Regions from separate parts of the Rattus norvegicus genome. Here region 2 is linked to region 1. A link is a contact called in public Hi-C data. All regions are on one chromosome and are shown on one strand. Each heading gives the region's core, a stretch centred on a gene start, on an enhancer-like site or on the middle of the called end of the contact. The rest is flanking DNA. Distances are from core to core; before and after follow the strand shown.

Region 1 (2,894 bases), core at 378-2,877:
ACACGTGTCTTGGCAAAGAGTAGTGTAGATTTCACATGGACTTAGGGAGCTTTAATAATTATAAAAAAAAAAACCATTACGTTAACTTTTCCTTTACACAAAGTTTAAATACAAAATTAGCATTTGACTTTCAGAGATTTTCTAATTAAGGCTTATATAGAGTACCTTCCTTCCACATTTCACTATTTGTGGAGCCCCAAAAAGTTTAGCTCTCTTACTATGGAACCTTTAATAACATTAAGAATGAAAGAGACAACAAAATCTGTCAAGACTATACAGTGGAAGGCTTATGTGGTGTTAATTTCTTTTGTTTCCTTACATCACTATCCTATTATTTCCTTATTTAAAACATTACATATGTTTCTTGCTTGGTTTACTGTATGAAGAAGACACTTAGATTTTATTGCATGATGGCACCTTGGTTTTGTCAGATAATATGGATCTTTACATGCCCAAACACTCCAATCATCTCACATGTGGCATTGTGTGCTTCTCTTCTGATCTTTGCCCTCCTTACAAGGCACCAACTCATACTACAATCTTCTCAAACTTTCCCTGGCCTCTGCAACATATATATATATATATATATATATATATATATATATATATATATATATATATATACATATATATATATATACATACATATATATATATGTGTGTGTGTGTATGTATGTTTGTATGTATGTCTATGTCTATGTCTATGTATGTATATGTATATGATACAATGGGTCATTCAGAGCCCCTTTCCTGTTAGCTTATACTTTAAAAGCAAATGTGCACATGAAATGTGTTGCCATGGGGGTTATGATCTGACTGTGTTAGTTCCAAAGGAAAGGATTGGCTTCTGAAAGAAGTAGTGCACAAGCAGATGAAGCATGACTAACTGGTTCAGTCCAGAGGACTCCTTAACTGTAAATATTGTGCTGTTTTAAGTAAATACACAGGCTGCCTGTAAAAGCCCCTGCCCTCAAGTATGAAGTTGTTGCTAGAGTGTTTACAAGTAGCAACACTACACATGTTCACACACACACAAGTGCACACACAATTGCACACACAGACACACAGACACACAGACACACACACACACACACACACACACACACACACACACACCACGAGAGTAAAGAGAGGGGGGAGTGGTAAAAAGACTTTATATAAAATCTACCTTACATGATGTATGTCCTTCCTACCCTATTAATAGTGTCTTGGGGATCTCTCTATAGATACAGGCCCACTGTGAAACACAGAGTGGCCCTTGGATACTGTAGAGTTGCTAGTCCTTCACTTTAAAATGCTATCCTTATAAAAATGTTAGCCCTGACACTGAAGCTTCTGCAGCATTACGTCACCTGGCACATTACAAAAGGGAAGAGCCCAACTAAAAGTGGAAAGCAGAGCAGATGTGAAGCATGCGCTGAACTCCCATGTAGGGCAGCAACTTAGCTTTTCTCATTCTTCGTCCCCAGGGAAGCAGTCTTCTTTTAATCCAGTTCAGACTGTTCTAAGGCAGCAACTATTTCTGAAAGTGTTGAACATGCAGAGCCAAACTTTCTAAGTATGGTGAACAGGAGGCAGGAAAAACATGATGTATTCTTAAAACCGAGGAAAAAGGAGGAGGCCATACTAGGCGATTGCAGAGAGCCTCCCCAGGCCTGTGCTTCATGGTGCTCCCCACACACCTGGGGGAGTAGTGTGATGGGAGGCTGTGCTTGCCACTGACATCATCGCTTTCTCTACTGTTCTTTACTTTCCTTATGACTTTCATACTCCTTTAATATGCTTTTCAAACTTGTTTTCTGACTTCTTCCCTCCTATTCAGTTAAGAATCAGAGCTGTGGCTACCCTTTAACCTCATGAAAGACCTTCTCTGTGGTCACGCAAGCATATCCTAGCTGATCATCTCTTGATCAAATTTCTGGTTCTCTGGTTGTTCTTTACTTCTATTGATCCCCACTAAAAATCAGGTTTACTTTAATGTAATCTGATAGCCTTTAAGTGAAAGAAACTCTTGGAAACAGAACTCACTTACAGGAGATGTGACAATTAATATGAGGTTTTATTTTTTTTTATTTCTTTTGGATTTTTTTTTGGGGGGGTTGGGTTTTTTTTTTTTGCTCCCAAGGACAAACAGCTGAGGGGTAAAAGGCTTGCACATATGAACTGAAGATTTTCAGAAATTCCTTTCTTGCCACTATAATTCTGATGGTCGAATTCCTCCTCCAATAGAAAAATTTCCACATGTCCTCAGTGATATTTAATGGTGAGGATTAACGAAGCTGATGCATATTAGTTAGGAACCAAGCAATACCAGACTTGACATTATTTAATCAATGAAGAGAAAAGCAAGGGTAAAGCTGCACCAAGTGCATCTTGCCTAAAGACTAGGCTGAATGCACAGGTCAAGGTGGTATGAGCAAGCAGCCTAAACAAGGTTCCAAGGTTGCCACTCTCGCAAGGGGCAGAACAATGACTTGACCTGGCAGAGACAGGAGAATCAAGAATTCTTTTTTGACTAGAAGCATAAAGTAAGAGTGTAAGAACATAAGAAGAAAGACCAGAAATTCAAACTAAATAGCTCAAAGAACAACAGGGCTGAGATTAAAAGGAACGTAAAACAAAGGTCAAAAGCCAGAACATAGCAACTTCATAGAAAATATAGCAGGAAAAAAAAAGTGTCAATCGTCTCCCTCACAGGAAAGCTTTTATGTTCTTTGCAGCAAAGAATTGAAGGCAAGATTTAAGTGTAGAGATAACACACAGCTTGCAGGGAGCTAATGCTTCACTAGGAAACTGGGAATTCCACCTGGCTGTGATGGGAACCATCAGAAATGAAGATAGGTTGGCAATCTGCTGAGAAAGCATCCGTAATTGGGATATGGGATCATGGTAAA
Region 2 (3,224 bases), core at 197-2,696, 3.1 Mb before region 1:
TGTAGGTTTTTATTTTAGGCTATCTCTGTTTCATCCCTAAAATATTCTTATAATGGTAGGCATTCAGTGCAGTGTGTCTAACAACTATTTGTATGTTTGAGAACAAATCCTATTCTCATTTTCTTGTAATTCAAGTTGTAAATCAGCCAGGAGCAACTCTGGAAAATTCATGTTTGTGTGAATAGTGTCATTCTCCTGAAGGCTTCTGGCTACAGTGTTGTATTACAGCCCATCTTGCCTCACTTCCTGTCCCTTCTGTGCCAAGCCAGCCATTGCTATAGGAAATAATAAGTTGTTAGGTGTTAGGACATCTGGTTCTTGTCAGTCCTTTCCTCTGCCACACTCTCTGCTCTCTCCTGGGATTCAATGAGGCTAAGTGCCTGGTGCCCCAGAATCTTTTTGCCTTGTTCTCTGGTAGAGATAATTGCTTGGGGATAAAGGTGAAAAGAGCATGTAATTTCTCACCATTGCTCGAAAATTAGATGCCAACAACTGACTGAAATCTTGTGAAACAACTTTATTTCAAAGCAATGATCTCAGTTATGTGTTAGATATTTAAGCAATGCTGTTACAAAGACAAAACTTATACTGTTTGAATATTTATGGCTTTTCAATAAAAGTCTAATTTAAAATAAAGACTAAAGAGACACAGCTTTTTTCTACATACATTTATTTTGCTGGACAGGAAAGGGTTATTTGCTTTCCCTGTTTTTATGGCTACATTGTAGGCTGCATTCTATTTAGCTACCTGAACAGAAGGCATATGGTTGAAATGTTGCACTGAGCGTTTGTGCCAGAGATAAATGTAAAGCTGTTTTAGGAGTCATTAAAACAACCAAACTAGACCTCAAGCTTGAAATCTTTTGGCCCACAGTGATGTCATTGCTGAACTACTCTATTGGTCTTCCTAATCACCAGCAACCTAGGTAGCTAAATATCCTAGGGATAGACAGGAATAGGGTGAACTACTGACTTAACCTATAGCTGTTGGAAAAGGCTGTTGCTGATCAGGAGATGGAGAACAGTGTTTTTCAGGCTCTATTAATAGACAGGTGCACAAATTTCACTTAACTACCACTGCTTAGATAGCTCTTTATAATATATTGCTAATTTCATCTTGGCACATTAGCATTATAAGCCTCAAATTTCTTCTTTAAAAATGTGCTCCCCATCTGCTTCTGCTGTATTTTTATACAGAAATTGCCTCTAAAAGCATAGGAATGCTTTTCCTGTTTCAAGGAGGTTGACTTAGAAAGGATGGAAAACTGAGGCACTCATGTGAATCCTTGAGCTGAAACATACAGGTTTAGGGTGTGAAGTACTCAAATGTAAATGGAATGGTAGCTCGCTGTCTCAGCCAGACTCCGTGGTTGGTTCATTGAACCCCAGTACAAAGGGTAAATAGCCACATATCCGTATTAGACATGGAGGGAATTCTGCTTCAAGAAAGACTACTTCATTATAGCACAATCCCTTGCTGCTCTGTTCTGAGATCACAAAGGGGTATCTGTCTGACGTCTGCAGGGTATTTTTATTTCTGACACCAGATGGCGCTCGTACATTTTAAATTTTGCTTTGATCAGTCCTGTTTTAAATTTTAGCCACTTTTCTTTTCAGGAAGATTTTGCTTAAAAGATTAAAGGTCACATGTGTGTTCTTTCATGTAAAATCTAATTGAAAACTTTCATTTACTCATTAAGAGGCCTGACCCTTCTTTTATACACGCAAACATTCACTGCAAAGTATTGTTGCGAATATTGATTATTGCAGGAATGACTGAGGAAAGCCCACAATAGCCTGTCTAATCATAAGAAAGTCGTTTAATAATGGTTCTAATTTTAAAAAGCAATTTTAGTTCGGATTCCATCGTTCTGTTTTAGACTCTTGAGGGGCGTGGCGTCATTAGAAACTAAGAATTACATTTATCCATCCTCATAGAAAACTCTTGTGTGCAAATGAATTCTCCGTGGAGCCTCAGGGACACCTGAGTTGTTCCTCTTACAATCTCACTTGTTCTGCTTCGTTCTTGCATTCCCAGATCAGTGTCTCTTTATTCCACTTAAACCATCAACCGGATAATGGCATAAAATTAGACTCTGATTACAAGAGCAGCAGTTGGGGCTGCGTTCCCTATCCTCCTCCCTCTTCCTGTGAACAGATTAGATCTTTACTTGTGTGAGAGAGGGCTGTTATGAATGGGTTTTCTTCTCTGGATCTTTATTTGTACTGGCTGATTTTTGCTTGCTGGCCTTGAACCTAGTTGTAAGCAGTTTTATTGTTTTCGGAAGACTTTTAGTTTATTAATGACCTTTGAGATTTTACTGAATTTTATAAGACCATTCATTGTCCCCATTGCCTTGTGTATCTCTGAAAAACCGACAATATTTTTTAATTGGAACTATCCTTTGCTGACTTTAAATTTTTTTCCATTTATCTTTGTCCTTTAATAAAAAGTGATGAGGGAAAAATAAAAAATTAATAAGTGTAATTTACAGAGAAAAGGTGATCATTATATCCTTTATAATTAAGTTGACTAGGAGAATGAAAAAGGTTTTAACAACCCTATCTTTCTCCAGTGCTAATATGCAAACTGCTCCTCTCAGTGTAATGAGCACCTTATCTAGTTCAAGATATTTCATTTTGAAACTAACATTTTTCCCTCTTAATAGTCCAGAGGGTTATTGACCAAAATGCATTGATTGACTTTGTTATGCTAATAGTAGCACAAAGGATGCCATGATGGGCTAAGCGCCCCAGGCTCCTGCAGAATTTTGATCTTGTCCTTTCCGAAGGAATCTATACCACCCTTTGCAAATAATCCTACATAAGCCACCCGAAAGTGTTTTCTTTGTAAGGGCTTCTTTCTTGGCAGCTCTCCTCTGATTCATTTCAGCAGAATTAAGCTTAAAATTTTCAAAAGGCTTGTTGAAAATTTATCAAGATTAGAGAAACACTAGAGAAGAGAGGGACCTTAGAGCATTGTTTACAAGTATCAAAACAAGAGACCTTTACTGAGGTCAACTCCCAAGTCCTTCAAGGAGCTGAAAGGCCTCAAGTCAGCACAGATTCAGCATTGTTTGAATATGCTTGGCCCAGGGAGGGAGTGGCACTATTTGAAGGTGTGGCCTTGTTGGAGTCAGTATGTCACTGTGGGCATGGGCTTTAAGACCCTCTTTCTAGCTGCCTTGAAGTCAATATTCTGCTAGAAGCCTTCAGATGAAGAT

Evidence for each region. A called contact is a pair of places that touch in the nucleus more often than the background predicts.
Region 2: a Hi-C map of liver shows a contact between it and region 1, with 9 times the contacts expected there. The contact joins two enhancer-like sites. A contact is called at or near these places in 8 of 12 Hi-C or Micro-C datasets (the A7r5 cell line, frontal cortex, hepatocytes and 4 more).

Annotation. Positions count from the first base shown.
Region 1 is chr5:96,829,119-96,832,012 of GRCr8, reverse strand. The region is part of intron 2 of Ptprd (protein tyrosine phosphatase, receptor type, D); the gene reads left to right. Among named protein-coding and RNA genes, the nearest start is that of Ptprdl, 580 kb to the left of the region's middle. Within about 2 kb of position 1,627, at least 10 of the 93 cell types and tissues checked have an H3K27ac peak or open chromatin away from gene starts, as enhancers often do.
Region 2 is chr5:99,957,328-99,960,551 of GRCr8, reverse strand. No RefSeq gene overlaps it. Among named protein-coding and RNA genes, the nearest start is that of Tyrp1, 370 kb to the left of the region's middle. Within about 2 kb of position 1,446, at least 6 of the 93 cell types and tissues checked have an H3K27ac peak or open chromatin away from gene starts, as enhancers often do.